2 separate regions of the Oryctolagus cuniculus genome follow, and region 1 is linked to region 2. The links are chromatin contacts, called in public Micro-C maps. All regions are on one chromosome and are shown on one strand. The core of a region is the stretch at or near the end of the contact, and the rest is flanking DNA. Distances in the headings are between cores, read along the strand shown. Region 1 holds the start of SIPA1L3 (signal induced proliferation associated 1 like 3). Region 2 overlaps SIPA1L3 (signal induced proliferation associated 1 like 3).

Region 1 (2,700 bases), core at 25-2,524, 210 kb after region 2:
CAGAGCCTGGGCCAGATGGAGAATACCACAGAACGATCGCAATGCCCCTACAGAAGAGCTGCCTCTGGAGTAGGAACACAATCCCGGCAAATCCCACAACCTTCCGAGGGTGATGCGTTATCTCATTTTATAAATGAGGAACTTCAGGCTGCAGGAGGGGAAGCCAAAGGGACCAGTTGAGTCCGGTCCTTTGGGGACACCAAGACTCCAACCAGCGTTCCACCCGCGGAGGGTCTGCGGGGCGCCGGGAAAACGCGGAATAAATTGTACCATTTGCTGAGCGCTATTATGCCCGCTGCTGTGCTCAGCACTTTACACGTAGTCTCCTCACTACATCCTCCGAGCACGCTGCGGTGGCTGCTATTTTAAAGCCCCTATGTTACAGAGGCAGAGAAAGCGAGGCACAGAGAAGTGCAGTCAGCTGCGCAGGGTCACACAGCTGCTAAATGCCAGAGCCTAAATTTGAACTGGGTCTCTGCCTCCCAAACCAAAGCTCTGTCGACTCAGGCAGCTACCCTGCAGTGAGTGCTAACTACGAACTTGGCTCTTTACAATACACACGGCTCACCTAACCGTCCACCCTATGCAATCGGTATCGTCACCCCCTTTCTCCGGGAGCTGACAATAAAGCCAACCCATAATAAGTGCCTTGTATGTGCCATATGCTCTGTCGGATCTCCACATTTCAACAGAATCCCAGGCAGAAGACCATCACTCTCCTTCCCCGTTTTAGCAAAGGGAAAACTGAGGTTCAGCGCGGTCGCAGCTCCCGAGCAGCAGAGCCGGGATGCGAACCCACCGCCCCCTGACTCCAGGCTCTTCCCTGCGGCGCCAGGTTGCACGTCTGGAAAGTTGAGCCATAGGGGCACTAGTCCGGCCGGGTCCGGAGGGCGTGAATCCCGGCGCCGCCGCCCCCCAACACCCGGTACCCACACCCGGCCGTCCGCCTGGTCGCCCGCCCGCGCTGACCCTCAGGGTCCAAGCAGCCACCTATTCCTCGCCACCCTTTCGCGAGGCCGCTCCAGCACCTGGAGCCACATACCTGGGCGTCCCCGCTGCGTGCCCTGCGGGCCTCACAACCGCGGCGTCCGGCCCCGCGCTGCTCGCTGGAGACGCCGCCAGCTCCGGTGGCCCGAGTGACTTCCAGGCTGCCCACTTCCAAGCCGCTTCGCGCGAAGCCTCCTGGGAACTGTAGTTTCGCCCTCAGAGGCCGCGAATTGAACAGCGCCTGGTGCGCAAGTGCTGCCGGGAGTTGTAGGCGTACCACCGCACCGCCTTCTGGGAACGGTAGTCTGTCGCCTTCCTTGCCGCTCCAGAGCACTTCCGCAGCCCCGAGGGGCGTGAGGAATGGGGGCGTGTCTTGTGCAGGCTCCAGTCCAGGAACCTGGCTCCTCACGCCACCGGGGTGGTTTCTCCTTTTTCCTCTCCGTCTCTTTCCTTCTTTAGGTAGGCCTTCTCCCTTCCTCTCTGTGAGTTAGTTACCCCGAGAGCAAGAGCCTCGGGAGAGACGGGGGTAGCAGAGCAGTGCGGTCGATTCCCCGCGGAGAAGAGCGGCAGAGGGCGTCGATGCGCGTTCATGCACGCGCGCTCGCCAGCCGACTCCGGCCTAAATTTCCGCGGGCCCCCACGGGAAAGGCTTTTTTTTTTTTCCTTTCTTTCGAACGCTCGCGCGCGCTTGGCGGGGTCTCGCGCCGGGCGCGCACGCGCGCTCGCTCCCGTCGTCTTGGTCAGTCGGCCCAGCGCGGCGTTGGGCGACTAACCGCTCTCTCGGAGTCGTTCCGCGGCATCCCCGAGGTAGCCTCTCAGGCACTCCCTCCAGGTCTGTTGCACGTAGGAGCTCCTGAGTGCCGCCTCGCACACTGCGCCCGGCTCTTGCGGGGAATCCGGCCGCAGGTAAACGGCGCGGCCCCGCCCACCCTCCGGCCCACGCGCGGGTCTGGGGCGCCCCCCGGCTGTGAAGGGAGCCGGGTCTGGTCGTCCTTGCCCTGCCGGGGCCACGGCAGAGCTCCGGCTTCCCCGGGAGCCCGAATCCCACGAGCAGGGCGTTCCTTCGCTGATCACACACTTGGAGGGTAACTAGTGCTTGCTGAGTACCTACAGCCAGGAAAGGGGATCCGGATTTATTCCACCTGCGGACACAAGTGTCCAGCTTTTTTTTTTTTTTTTTTTAATTGATGGATACTGCCATTCCTCCTCCATGAGGGTTACTGAGGAACTGACTGGAACTGCAAGGTTCTCTGGGCAGTACCCTTTCTGCTTCAGGCCACGTCTTCCAGGAAATAAGAAGCTGTGAAGCACACATTCCCTCTTCCTGGGCGAGGGGCAGCAGGTCATTCCTTTGCCCTCGTTTTCAACAAGCATGCATTAAGTCCCTGGCCTATGCCAAGTTGGGTGATTATTAAGACACAGGAGAGGCCGGCGCCGCGGCTCACTAGGCTAATCCTCCGCCTAGCGGCGCCGGCACACCGGGTTCTAGTCCCGGTCGGGGCGCCGGATTCTGTCCCGGTTGCCCCTCTTCCAGGCCAGCCCTCTGCTGTGGCCCGGGAGTGCAGTGGAGGATGGCCCAGGTGCTTGGGCCCTGCACCCCATGGGAGACCAGGAAAAGCACCTGGATCCTGGCTCCTGCCATCGGATCAGCGCGGTGCGCCGGTCGCATCGCGCTGGCCGCGGCAGCCATTGGAGGGTGAACCAACGGCAAAG
Region 2 (2,700 bases), core at 141-2,640:
AACAGCGTGACTACAGGGGAGTGAGCTGTAGTCCCTGCCTTCAGGAGCAAGGGCAGTGGCTTTGTTGATGGCCCCATGGGCGTGGGCAGGCCTTGTCCTCAGCATTTTATGGGTATCAGTTCATTTAGTGGTCCTAGCCACCCCCAAGGCAGGAACCTCTCCCATGTTTCAGGTGGGGTAACAGAGCCAGCGAGAACCCAACTTGCCCCAGAGATCATCGCTAGCAGGGGACAGAGCTGGGTGCAAACCTAGGCAGCCTGGCTCAAGACAGGATGCTTTTGATTACCACCCTGTGCTCTCACTGGGGACAACCGTAACAGTAAACACGCAACAAATGAAAAGAACATGTAACAGCAGTTGGTATTTTTGAACTCCAGCTGTATCTCAGGTCCTGTGCTAAGTTCTTTAAATTCATGGTCTCAGCTGTTCATTCTTACAACCTTAAACCACAGATCCCATTCTCTCCCGATTTTACAGAAACGGAAACTGAGGCTCAGAGAAATGCGGAGTCTGAGAGCACAATGCTGGTGAGTGGCAGAGGTGCATCTGGACAGAGGCAGAGCCCGGGAGAACGCCGCTGACCCATACGCCTGGGCTGGGACTCTACAGGGCCCTGGCCACTTGGCCCTAAGGGATAGACCGACCGTGCTGCCCCTCTGATGTCTGACTCTGGGCCTGAGGGCTGGTCCCTGCACATGGCTGGAATTATCGCTCTCTGGCATGGGAGCCACAGAGTGGTTACACTGTCCCTTGTGCTAAGGAGCAGGAGCCACAGGTCTTCAGGGAGTGGAAGCAGAGGATGGATATGGGGTAAACACTTGGCCAACCACTGTCACCTCCACCGGCTGCTGCCCTGGGCTCCTCACCTCCTCCTCTGTCCTCTCAGCCTCGTCAACAGTATGAACACATGAGCCAGATCAGGACCCCGTGGTCCAGTCCACTCACGGTAAGAGCCAGAGCCCTCCCACAAGGTCCCATACCACCTGCCCCATCTCCTCTCTGCCCTCAGCTTCTCCACGTGTCCTCTCCCTCACTGTTCCAGCCATGTGGAAACTGTTACTCAAACACACCAGAAATTTCTACCTCCGTTTCTACCTCAGGGCCTTTGCATGGCTCCCTCAATGCCGTGAGTACTAGGAGACGGCCTACGTCCCTCTCCCATGGCTGACTATCTCTCTGAGTAGGTTTTTGTCATGTGTGACACGGGCAGGCGGGCCCCAGTGGATACCAAGGCCCCCCAGATTACTTTTCAGGGCTGTGCCCCCGGACTGTAAGCCGGAGACTCCTGGCACAGCCCAGGAAAGCAAGGTCATGTGCTTCTTGCCTGCTTGGGAACGCTCAGCTGCGTCAGCTCTGCACGGGGCGGGGCGCCTCTGACTGCCCCTAAATGGCCCTGACAAATTGCTCTGGAAACCCGGAGAGCTCTGGAGCGCGCACTGCCTCAGGAGAGGGCAGGGGGCCAGGTGGCTGCCCGCCTGGGATCACTCAGCCCACTGCGGTGCCCGCAGCAGGCACTGGCGCCTGGAAGTGCGCCTGGCAGCTGGGCTCCCATGACGAATGTCTGGGGGGAGTGTCTGTGAAGTCACTGAAGTCATCGGTGGGCACAAGCTACTACAGGCTACAGCGCTTCCACGGCATGGGCTGGAGCCCGGGGCGGGGGGGGCTCGGCATGGGCATGGCAGGGCCCGTCCCTTTTCTGGCAGCCTGTGAATTCTGCCCTCCACCCTCCCTCTTTCCTCCACTTCTCCAGAGTGCTCTATTGAAAGCTTAAGTCACAATATATGCTCCAGAGTCTCCCACGGCTCCCACATCTCTCAGAATCAAATTCCAGCACCTAATCACAGTCAACAGGCCCACCAGAGCCAGGCCCCTGCCCTCCGGGCCCAGCTGACCTCCTGTCACTCTCCCCTTCAGCCTCCAGGTCCACCCACTTGGGCCCCTGACCTCTCCCCGGGCACTGCACATGGGCTCATCCCCCCAGTCCTGGCGTCTGCGGCTTCCACTGCTGGGTCACGCCTTCCTTCCTACAATCTGTCACCTCCTCCCAGAGGCCTTCTGGGAGCCCGCACCAGGACTGGTTCTCCCCCACCACCCCCAGCTCTCACTGCCACCTGGCATGTGACGTGGTTGTCTGCTGGCCTTTACTTCCCAGGAGAATGTCACTTCCACAAGGGGGCCCTCAGCTTTCTCTCGGCTGTAGGGCAGAGTCTAGACCAGCCTGGCACACAGTGGATGATGTTGACAGTGAACGTGAGAACAGTGCCTTTCTCTGGCCCGTGCGCCCAGCCTTCCTCCTCTCACTGAATCTTAAGTGCTCCCTTCTGCAGCAGCTGCCTGGGCTCTCACACGGCTCATGGACTCGGTCTGAGAACCAGGGTGTGTCCCCACCTCTGACACCCTGGCCATGCCGCCTGCTCAAACATCCACAGCTGCTGACTTCCGGGGTCCAGGTCCGTATCCTCCTCACTCAGATCTCGGCTGCAGCCCCTTCCCCGAGACTTGGCCCTGCCGCGCCCCCAGCATCATCTGTCCGCCCACCTTACCCAGCCTCTGAAACTGTCCTTCTGCTGTCCTCCACTGCACTTCGGATCAAATCCAAACTCCATAACGGAGCCCACTCTGACCCTCCCCAATGTTCTTTTTTTTAAAGACTTATTTATTTATTTGAAAGGCCACCGAGTTACACAGAGAAAGAAGGAG

The links. A called contact is a pair of places that touch in the nucleus more often than the background predicts.
Region 1: a contact with region 2 is called in a Micro-C map of ear pinna, with 4 times the contacts expected there. The contact joins the promoter of SIPA1L3 here to the enhancer-like site in region 2. A contact is called at or near these places in 2 of 6 Hi-C or Micro-C datasets (ear pinna and an unstated tissue).

What each region holds. Positions count from the first base shown.
Region 1 is chr18:16,612,315-16,615,014 of mOryCun1.1, forward strand. It overlaps SIPA1L3 (signal induced proliferation associated 1 like 3), which reads right to left and starts at 1,275. Exons shown (of 22, transcript XM_008257242.4): 1 at 1,043-1,275. It overlaps WDR87 (WD repeat domain 87), which reads left to right and starts at 1,295. Exons shown (of 5, transcript XM_070062252.1): 1 at 1,295-1,893. The coding sequence starts at 1,567.
Region 2 is chr18:16,401,156-16,403,855 of mOryCun1.1, forward strand. The region is part of intron 15 of SIPA1L3 (signal induced proliferation associated 1 like 3); the gene reads right to left. Among named protein-coding and RNA genes, the nearest start is that of DPF1, 63 kb to the left of the region's middle. Within about 2 kb of position 1,391, at least 3 of the 8 cell types and tissues checked have an H3K27ac peak or open chromatin away from gene starts, as enhancers often do. A contact at or near this core is called in ear pinna, where this site is marked.